Linked DNA regions of Mus musculus: region 1 is linked to region 2. The links are chromatin contacts, called in public HiChIP or PLAC-seq maps. All regions are on one chromosome and are shown on one strand. The core of a region is the stretch at or near the end of the contact, and the rest is flanking DNA. Distances in the headings are between cores, read along the strand shown.

Evidence for each region. HiChIP or PLAC-seq counts read pairs in DNA pulled down with a chosen protein or histone mark.
Region 1: a contact with region 2 is called in an SMC1A HiChIP or PLAC-seq map of the NIH/3T3 cell line, with 2.3 times the contacts expected there. The contact joins two enhancer-like sites. A contact is called at or near these places in 1 of 15 datasets of contacts at CTCF or cohesin (the NIH/3T3 cell line), 2 of 484 Hi-C or Micro-C datasets (liver and peritoneal macrophages), 3 of 115 datasets of contacts at active chromatin or transcription factors (bone marrow-derived dendritic cells, extraembryonic endoderm stem cells and pancreatic cancer cells) and 4 of 9 other capture datasets (adipose tissue, bone marrow-derived macrophages, liver and 1 more).

The regions. Positions count from the first base shown.
Region 1 is chr6:115,387,233-115,392,350 of GRCm38.p6, forward strand. The region is part of intron 2 of Pparg (peroxisome proliferator activated receptor gamma); the gene reads left to right. Among named protein-coding and RNA genes, the nearest start is that of Pparg, 27 kb to the left of the region's middle. Within about 2 kb of position 3,264, at least 13 of the 459 cell types and tissues checked have an H3K27ac peak or open chromatin away from gene starts, as enhancers often do. A contact at or near this core is called in the NIH/3T3 cell line and adipose tissue, where this site is marked.
Region 2 is chr6:115,268,504-115,273,534 of GRCm38.p6, forward strand. All of the region lies in intron 10 of Syn2 (synapsin II), which reads left to right. Among named protein-coding and RNA genes, the nearest start is that of Timp4, 19 kb to the left of the region's middle. Within about 2 kb of position 1,673, at least 38 of the 459 cell types and tissues checked have an H3K27ac peak or open chromatin away from gene starts, as enhancers often do. A contact at or near this core is called in the NIH/3T3 cell line and adipose tissue, where this site is marked.

The sequences.
Region 1 (5,118 bases), core at 2,014-4,513, 120 kb after region 2:
TGGGTAGAGCAGACTACAGTTCTGTAAATTGCTAATAGGACAAAGCAATCTTCATAGGTTTCTTTATGCAATGTAGGCAGTATAGGGGCTTGGTACACAGCTCTGCCTAGCTGACCTCAGGGTTGAAATACAGATCATATATGACATTGAAATCTTAAGAGTGAACAATTGGTATGTTCACAACAGTATGTAAAGCTAAAACAAATTACTTTGGATTTTAGCTAATGAGTGTGTTTTGTTTTATTTTTTTCTTCTTTTTCTTAACTTGATTGTCCTGGGGATTAGACCCAGGGCTTTCCAGACTCATAAGTCTACACAGAGTTGCAGTAAAGACTTACAGTCTTCTCTTTTCTCATTTGTATTTTTTAAGACTCATTTTTATTAACTTTAATTACATTTAGGTATGCATGTGGAAACCAGAGTTGTTGGGTCCCTGGAGCTTGACAGCCGTGGCCTGCTTGGGTGCTGGGATCTGAACTTAGGTGTTCTGGAAGAGCAGCAAATGTCTGTACCATTAACCACATCTCTAGCTCTTTTGGGTTTTGTGAGACATGATTCCATATACTCTATACAAGTCTAGAACTTACTATATAGTTCAAGCTGTCTTTATACTTGTGGCAATCCTCTTGCCTCACGACCAAAGTTCTGGAATTTCAGGCCTGTGTACCACCTCCCCCCGCCCCCCAAGAATGAGTGTCATCACAGGGCTTTCAAACACAAATACAATGTACATTCATTCATTTGTCTCCTTTGTTCCTCTTGTCAGTTCCTTCTAAAACACTTTTATTCTTAAAAGGCTGTGAAAATATGTTTAAAATAAACTATCACCATCACACAAAAACTTTTCTCCCATAGTTTTCCTAGTTCTTATAAGGCATCCACTTACACGTCCTGCTTGACTGGTCTTACAGTTGCTCAAACATTTCCATTTTCTCTAGTCACTGCCTGACTTTCCATGTATTGCCATGGTAACAAGACTCTTCATTGTAGTGACCTTAATGACATTACCTAATTTACTAAGCCAGGTTTTAAGTGCTATCCAATTTGTTTGTGTGTTTGTTTTGATTTTTTTTTGATGATATAACTGCTTATGCTATTATATATCATATATGTTCTGGCACCTATTTATTTAATTTTCAAGGTTGTCTTCTTCAGTTAAGAATTTGTTAGTGGAAGTACTTGAGTAATTATATTGTTCTTGCTTTGTTAAGGTACTCTAGTAACAAATGAACAAAAAAGTTCAAATGACTTCCCTTTTCTTTGTTCTTCACCTTATAAATACTAGGACTGCAGGCCCATGTGTCACCATAACCAGCTTGTGTAAATGAATTAGCATTTACCTGCGTAACTTGTGATTTGGGGTAGTGGAGAATGAGGGGAGTACAGAGCTTGCCAGGTGTTTAGGAATAATATAACACAAGTGATTTTGTTGTTCTTATTGTTTTTCTTTTTTAAAAACGTCAGGCTTGGAGATGTTTCTGAAGTGGTAGAGTAGTGTGTTGTCTTAGTAGGTACAGCACTGGGGCCCCATTCTTAGAGTCAAACAAACAACCCTACCAACCAATAAAAGCAATAGTCTACTTTATAGCAAAGACTGTTTCCTGTGGCTGTACAAACTTAAATAAATTATAGCACTGATATATGTGCTGATGACTGAGTCCATGTACTGTGACTAAGAAGGATGAATAGCAGCTTCCGAAAATGTAGGTCTAACAAAGTAGAATACAACCCAACTTTGAAATTATATTTATTTTAGTGAAATGTGATAATACAGGTCTGTAATCCTAGCACTTAGCAGGCTGAGACAGTAAGATCTCAAGTTCAAGGCCATCTTGAGCATAGGGAGATGATGTCTCAAAAATATTTTTTTTTGTCAATGAAAAAAGTATTATTGGGGACTGGAGAGATTGCTCAATGGTTAAGAGTTCAATTCCTAGCACCCACATGGTACCTTACATAGTCTCCAACTCCTGTTCCAGGGAATCCAATGCCCTCTTCTGGCCTTGTTAGGTACTAGGCACACACACAGTACACATACATACATACATACATACATACATACATACATACATACATACAGGCAAAACATGTATACACATAAAATAAAAAATAAATAAATCTTTTAAAATATTATTAACTATTTTAAGGGGATAGGATCCTGGTACCTTAAAGAATCAACTATTTTCAATTTATGTTTAGTATTTGAAAGAATAATTTTAGGGTTAAGAAAAGATATGAGGAAATTTTAAGACAAAAACATTTATAGTTTAAATGTATTAAAATGAACAGGAAAAAATAGATTATGGATGAAATTCCCTTTTATTGTTAACTCTTTTAAGGGATAAGTCTTTTCACTATCCTCTGTCCCTTATTTTATTTATCTTTAAAAAATAAAAATGAGTATTATGTATGTGCATGCCTGTCCTTTGGTTCCTGCCAAATGACACACAGTTGTATATAAGAGCTACTGTTATTCCATGGGACTAAAGGGAAACAGCAGTGACATCTCTCGTTTTATTTTAGTTATTTTTTTCCTTTAAGCTTATGAACTCCTTGTTCTCTGGTTCTTATGATCTGAAATCATTTAAATTATTTGATGTTTTTAACCTTTTATACTCCTTGGCAGGACAGAGGAGATTAAGTGACGTAAACATCTTTAATAAACCTTAAAAGTCACAAGGCTTAGTAGCCAGGACAAGAAACAATTAGGAATAAATTTCGGGGAAATACCATAATGGCATGAGTTTTGTTTTCTTTTGTTAGCAAGCCACATGACTTTTTCCTTTCAAATCCAAGAACATGTTGTGTGGGCTCCTTTTAAGATTTCATTTTCATCTGCATCACAATAATATAGATTTCCCTGAGTTTACTCACTATAATTTGTGATTGCTTATCTGCGAAGGAAGTACAACAGCTCCCACTGGGGAAATACCATGTTAACTTGATCCTAAAATAAGAAATCTAAGGGAAAGGTCACATCCTAATAACTTGTGCAAATCTAAATTCCCATGGAGCTTTGAAATCATTTTGTATGAGGCGAGTATTAACAATGTGTTATTGAATTTCTTCCAGAGAGCATGGTAAAAATGAAGCACTTCTGTATCCAGAAGTGACTGCTGAGGTTTAAATTCAATTGACAAGATCTAGTTTTGCTAGTTTTCTACAATAAATATCCAGAGAAATTTAGCATGACTAATAAACCACAAGGTCTGTTTTGGTTACTTTCACTGGAACTATAAGGATTGTTACTGGGGAGTAGTGTAATTACATGCAGTGAGAATGCCTTTCCTTGTACCATGGATACGCCTTATACTCAGCTTTTTACTAACTGACCTCTAGAACTTACTATATAATTCCAGAAAAATGCATTGCCTGAGGAATCAACAACTATGGTCTTTTCAGAAAATTGGCTAGTTCTCAAAGACTTCAGGCCTCAGTTTCTTTATCTGTTGAATAGGAAGGTGTTTATTTAGAGACTCAAGTAAGGACACATTTGTGGAAAACTTAGAAACTATAACCGGATTGTTCTTAGAGTATTACCATAATCATGACTTTCACTCCTCCCACCCCCAGAGAAATAAAACCAGAAATAAGTCAATTCACTCTATACTGTTGACACCATAACCTCCTACACACTGATAAGTCAAGCCAATCTTGAAAACAGTAGGATTTTCATGAAAGTTGACACATTATCCCAAGTTCAGAGGAATTCTGTTTACAACAAGGATTCTTTTCTAGAACATACCTTTTTTCTGAAGACATATTGTTTAAAAACTCTTAGAAATTTATTTACTTAGAGGAAGATGCATTCTTATTCCTGAGTCTCTCCTTAAGTATTACAAATTAAAGCCGAGCACTTTTGTCTCCTTTTGGTTTTGTGGGCCTTGTTCTTTAAAATATTTTTATCTATTTCTTTCATAATGATAGTAAACTTGCAGTAATTAAAAATTTATAGGCTTATATCTGGGTGCCTTGCCTTTGGGACTCATCTGTGGCAAGAGCAAGATGTTTGTTAAGATTATTTACATATATCTGCATTTGACTTTCAACCTTGGACCTCATAGTGAAATAATACCACACAATAAGAAACACACACAGTTTATTTAGGAACTTGGGATACATGTGCTGTTCAGTGGTAGAATCCATGCTTAGCATGCATGAGGTCCAGTCCCTAAGCACCAAAACCAAAATAAACCTAACCCCCCCCTCAAGCAACTTATTTGTTTAACTATTTATCTGCATGATAGGAGTTCAAAGAATTCATGAAACTCTTCAGTATCTCTTTAATAATCATTACTCAGGAAAAAATATTAACTTCATTTTTCATTCTAATTATTGTTACACACCAACATGGAAAGACGGGAGATGTTGGAGGTCTTGGCACTACTGTACATTGCCAGAGTAAACTGCCTTGTATTCACTCACCTTGTACTCTTTTACAAATGAGAGTCCCTGAGCCTGACACAGCACTCAGCCCTGAGATTCACATCTTGCTGAAGAACAATCAGCCTGGGAGAGTGGCAACTAGTATGTGCTAAACTAAGGTGACAATTCTCCTTAAGTCATAGATGTGGGGTAGTTTTACAATCATCATGCCAAGCCATACTATTATGTAAACCCACGTTTTATCTTCCAGGCTTGGAATGAAAGCAATAGCAAGCATCTCAGAATACATACTTTCATATACTTCTGTTCCTGGGTGCTAAATTCTACTGGGAGGGGGGTGGAGGGGAAGGAGTCTTTCTTGCCTTTCACCCAGTTGATTGCAAATATATCCCCAAATGAACAGTCAGTCCATCATCTCATTTCATCTTCACTGCAGAGCCACCTTCTGTGCTTCTCTAAAACTCCAAGGTGATGTTCTGTCCCCATCAAAGGGAATGTCATAAGCATTGTAGCCAACTTCTCCATGTACTGTGATGTGGTTACCACCAATAGTTCCGACACTAAACTTTCAACAGCATCAAGTTCTTGACTGGACTGGACCAACTATATCCTGTCACTGTTGGTATAAAAGTTAGTTTTTCTATAGTACACATCTTAAGAAAGGACCCTGATATAGCTGTCTCATATGAGGCTATGCCGGTGCCTGGCAAACACAGAAGTGATGCTCATAGT
Region 2 (5,031 bases), core at 423-2,922:
AAGACCAGGCCTTGGGAAGCATTGACCTGCATTGATGTGCATCTGGGAAAAAGTGAAGCTCGCTCTCTCTCTCTCACTGCCTGAACTGATCAGAAAACACACTGAATGTTGCTTCTAGTCCAAGGGTGGTAATATAACAGGATGGATTCCAACTGAGAGGAGAGGCCAGGATGTTGGGGCTTGTGGCTCATCTACTTTATGGACAAAAGTAAGAGAGCTGTGGCAACAGAGGATGTAGTTCAGCTGGCAGAGTACTTGTATACCACGACTCAAGCGTGCGTGCCTTGGGATCAGTCTCCAGCATAGGCATAAGCCAGGTGTGGTGGCTCCCTTGTAATCTCAGCCTTCTTTCGGTGGAGATATATGAATCAAAAGCTCTGGGTCATCCTTCACTATACAGCAGATTTGATGTTAGCTTAGTATACATGGACCTCTGTCTCAGACCAAACAACATAAGCTAAAGGAGCTTCAGTTGACTACCAGCTGTTTCCAGAAGGCTATGACTCAATGTCTTTAGCTTTCTGATGCCGTCACGGATTAGAAATGGTCCCAGAGGCAAATCTGCTGGAAGACAGGCTTTGACCTTGTATTAAGGAATCAACTCGCCGATACTGAGAGCAGCAACTGCTGCTCGGGACCATGTGACTGTCACATTAATGTTCAGATTTCAGCAGGATAAGCTACTTACTGGGTGGGGAGGTGGTGACAGGATGGGTGGGGGCTGATGAGGCAAGTAGCTCTCAGAACCTTCCAGAACTAGAGTACTGTGCTCCAGGCTGAGTGTAACCACCAGACCTGGGAGAGGTAGTGGGAAAAACTTAGAATAAAAGGACTGGGGTGGGAGGTGTTGGAGCAATGGCTCAGTGCTTAGGAGCACTGGCTGCTCTGGCAGAGGGCCCCCTCTAGTTCCTAGCTCACAGCTATCTGCAAGGATTAAAGATACTTTTCTCTAACTTCTGTGGGCCCCAAGCATGCACACGGCACCCATACATATATGTAGGCAAACACTCATACATATATGATAAATTTTTCTGTGAACTTGTACAAGGAGACCAAGATGAGAGGGGATCTCTTCACTCTGAGAACAGCCTCCAGGGCTGGACGATTAGGGAGAGGCACAACCATCCCTTCAATCCCATATCAGGACTGTTTCACTTGTTCTAAGAGGTAAAGTTAGGACAAACCAAGGCCTTCCTGCTTCCCACAGCAGGCCCGGCTTGAGAGAACGTGTTCCCCAGTGAGTAGAAGCTGAGAACTCCAGGAGATTGGGGGCAGGTTCAGATAAAGCCACCAGTGACTAGATCCCTTAACGAACTATTAAGAGAAACCAGTTATTTTGGGATTGTCTTTACTTTCATGGACATCTTTAATCACTCAAAACTGACATTCTGACCTAGGGTGACCTGATCCTCAGAGCCCCCATAGGACTTGTGGCCCCCACGGACCATTTCTGGTGTCCTCAGGTTATGGAAGGGCCACTATCCAGGCAGTGGTCTTTGCCCAAGAGTAATTCCCCTGGGAAGGAAGGGGCATCATCTCATTCCTGGATACCTTTTATACCCTTGCAGAGGAAGGAAAGGGGCAGTGGCAACTGAAAGGTCTCAAGGTGCTGAAAACATACTGTCCCCTTTGCTCTACAACCTCCTGACCACATTCCTTCCTGCTGCTTCATTCTCCCTGGAGTACTGGACCGGGGAAGCAAGGCCTGGGGGAGCTGATCAGAATAGTTCTGTGGCGTGGCCAGCAAGGAGCTTGGCCTGGCCCCTTTCCTGGGGCCAGACCCTGGGACCCTTTCCCAATTTCCTGTCTCAGATATGCTGAGCAAGCACAGGCCTTCCTCCTGGTGGGGGCAGCTGGTGTTAAGCCAACAATTCTCAAAAGTTGAGTCACTCAATGTCTTTCCTTCCTCAGCTTTCCATCCTGTTGGGGCCTCACTTAGATAGGAGCTCCTCTGCCAGTCTGTCTAACAAAAGCCACAGGGTGGGAAATTAGATGTACCTTCAGCAAAACCCCCATAGATCCTCATGGGCTACGTTTCTCTCTCAGGCCAGTGATCTGCAATTGAGTGGATCTTGCCCAAACTAAGGCAGTGATGTATAGAGAGAAGGCATGGTCTAACCCAACCCCAAATCCCCCACACAAGAACTACCCTCCGTGTGCACAAGATGACAGGAAACTAGTTAGCAATATCTTTTCCATTGATACATGTAGTTCTCACACTGTAGATTTACTCTTATTTAAACAAAAACAATGGCGTTACCATATATTATTCACTGGCTAGGACTTTATAGTTTATAAAGCTCATTTGATGTTTTTAAGCCTCAAAACTCTTATGTGAGATATGGAGGTTGTAATTCTTTATGTGTTGACATATCAGGAAAGACAATGAAGATGACCTATCCAGAGTCACCTGGCTGCTAAGAAGAGCTGGACCATCTGACCCCCAGCTCAGAAGGGTCTGTGTAATACCATGCACCGGGGCTTTTTGGTATGCCTGTGAGGGGGAAGGAAAGAAAGGGAAACCTGGGCACTCGTGGTGCCGTATGAGGAAACTTGCTCTCCTCCATTGATAGCCAGATGCTTGACCTGTCACTTCACCAGCTGCTTCATGGGACATTCATCTCTTCTGCCCCCCAGCCCCTTTGATTGCTAAAGCCCCACAGACCCAGCAGAGCAGGATATTAATTAGCCTACCAAACCTCTATGGGCGGCAGCTTGCTCTCCTCACCGAGGAGTCCCTCAAACCCTATGCCTTCGGGATATCTCTGTTCAGGCCCAGCAGCCCTGGGGCTTTTCTTGCCTCAAGACTGCACTGCTATCTCTTACCTCTGTCATCCAAAGAACTCAAATGCACAAAGAATTAGTGGAAGCCTAGAGACGAAGGAGCCAGCAGAACTCATCTGCCTGTGACAACTTGCATCCCCTATATAGTATCTCTGGCCAGAGTTTTTCTAGGTGCTAGTTGAAGAGTTCTCACAGTGGGACAGTCAGTGTTACCTAGGCTACCACTGACATGATTGACACTAACTCTGGTGCTGCCAGGGTCACATCATCGTTTAATCCTTGTAGTCTGACCATTTGGGGAAGCCAAGATGCAGAGATGTAACTTGTCAAATCTCATAAAGAAAGTGTTTCCAGTCTCTCAACCCCTATCTCTTCACAGACCCTACCAATGGACCCCTCCAAAGAGGTGCCCAGCGTGGTGACTGCTTTCTAAGGAGGCTTGACCAAGCAAGAAGGGAGGGCTCCCCTCCCCCATTAAGACACAAATGCACCTTCAGCCACATTAGTTTAGGCAGTGGTATCAGACTGACAGCCACTTGCAGTCTTTCCATAAGCTCGGTTTCACGGGGCTTTGTTTTGTAGGCAGTTAAAAGGCTCTTTTCCTCCTCCCTGTGTGTGTGCAGCTGGCCACGGGAGCTGGACTAAACATTCTTACCTGTTTGAGTCAACCAGCTTCCTGAGAGAAACTCTGCTGCTCAGGCTGACCACGAGGTCCTGCCTTGGGCTGGCTATATGCCAAATTTTGGCAGTGACGCCAGAGTGGCCAGACTTCTGTGGAATTCAGCATCCCAGGAGGCTCTTGGTGACTGGAGACAGATCCCGTGGTAGCCAAACCCCACAGGGAATAAGCCCTCAGCCCCTAGCAGACAGCAGGCTTGTGGGAGGAGCCAGAGTGTCTCAGCCTGGCAAGGGACAGTCCTAGGGGACTCTCCTCCTGGCTTCCTCAGCCCCTGAGAAGTCTTCCATCCCCAGCCTCAGTGGAACCAGGGACAGGAGAAACTCTTCAGGCGCCATCAAGGGTAGCCAAGGCACATTCCCAGGCTCTGGCCTCTCTCCCCAAAGCCTTGGGAAGGGCACTTTGGGGCTCATTTTATCCTTGAATGTCTCACGTGTGTATTTCTGTGACTGAGGAGAGCCAGGGTCAGCCTGCATGGTGGGTGCCTCCTGTGAGGCCTGAGGGAGAGCACTGGCAAGCACCAGTCTAGATGCTTCACATGACCTCGGAAAGAGACTATCAATAAGGTTGGGACCAGAAGGCATGCATTCTTTTAGGACATGTGGGGAACTGAAGGCTAGAAAGGTTAGTTCCACTGTGCTGGAGCAACTGGGAATCTTGGTATAACATCTTCTACTACATACAGCATTGTGAGGTGTAAAGGACAGGTCACATAAAGGCCCATTTACGTGGGACACAGTAAACACTCGGGAAATTTCAGGAGAATTAAGTGGCATGTCTAGGGAGAAGTTTTAAGAGGGGAACAGTGGCCATAGGGAACAAAGATTGGAGAGATGAGTGGGGAGGATTAGGAAGCTAGTTTAGAGGGACCCTGATGCATGAGTGGCGTAGGTGGCCACCAACTGGCTTAATGCTTAAGTGTGTATCTCAGTGTCAGAACTCAGAGCAGGTCTTCTGGAACCAGTTAGAGTCTTGGAAGAAAGGGATGTTTTGTTGTTGAAGGTGGCTGACAGGTAAGATGGGCTTCCCTGCTGTGGGGTACTAAGGATAATGCAAAGGCCAGGCCTGGTACTGTATAAACTTCTATACAGTTAGAGTCATGTCATCATTGAATGGCTGAGCACTGGGAAGAGAACACTTCTACTTCAAGGGTATTTGAGCTAAAAAGTGGCCCTAGGGAGCAGGAGAGACATGGCCAGCCTCAGCCACAGGGGCAGTGCGGGGCAGGGAGGAGAGACATGGCCAGCCTCAGACACGGGGGCAGTGGGGAGCAGGGAAGAGATGGCACTGAGGTGGGAATAGGGCTTGGGGCCTTCTCCTGAGGGCAGAGGGCACTGAGAGGGAAACGGGAGGCCGACTGAAGGCACATTTAGCCCACTTTGCAGCCCAGCTTGTGGAGGCACACTCTGACATCACCATCGGCCCACTTGGCACACTTTGGCTTTAGAGAATGTTTCCGGCACACTGAAGACAAACCCCTAACATGAACTGCCTGAAACACAAATGTGAGACAAACGAAGTCACATGCATCTTTGATCCTGTCAGGACATAATCAGAATCCCAGCTGGGAG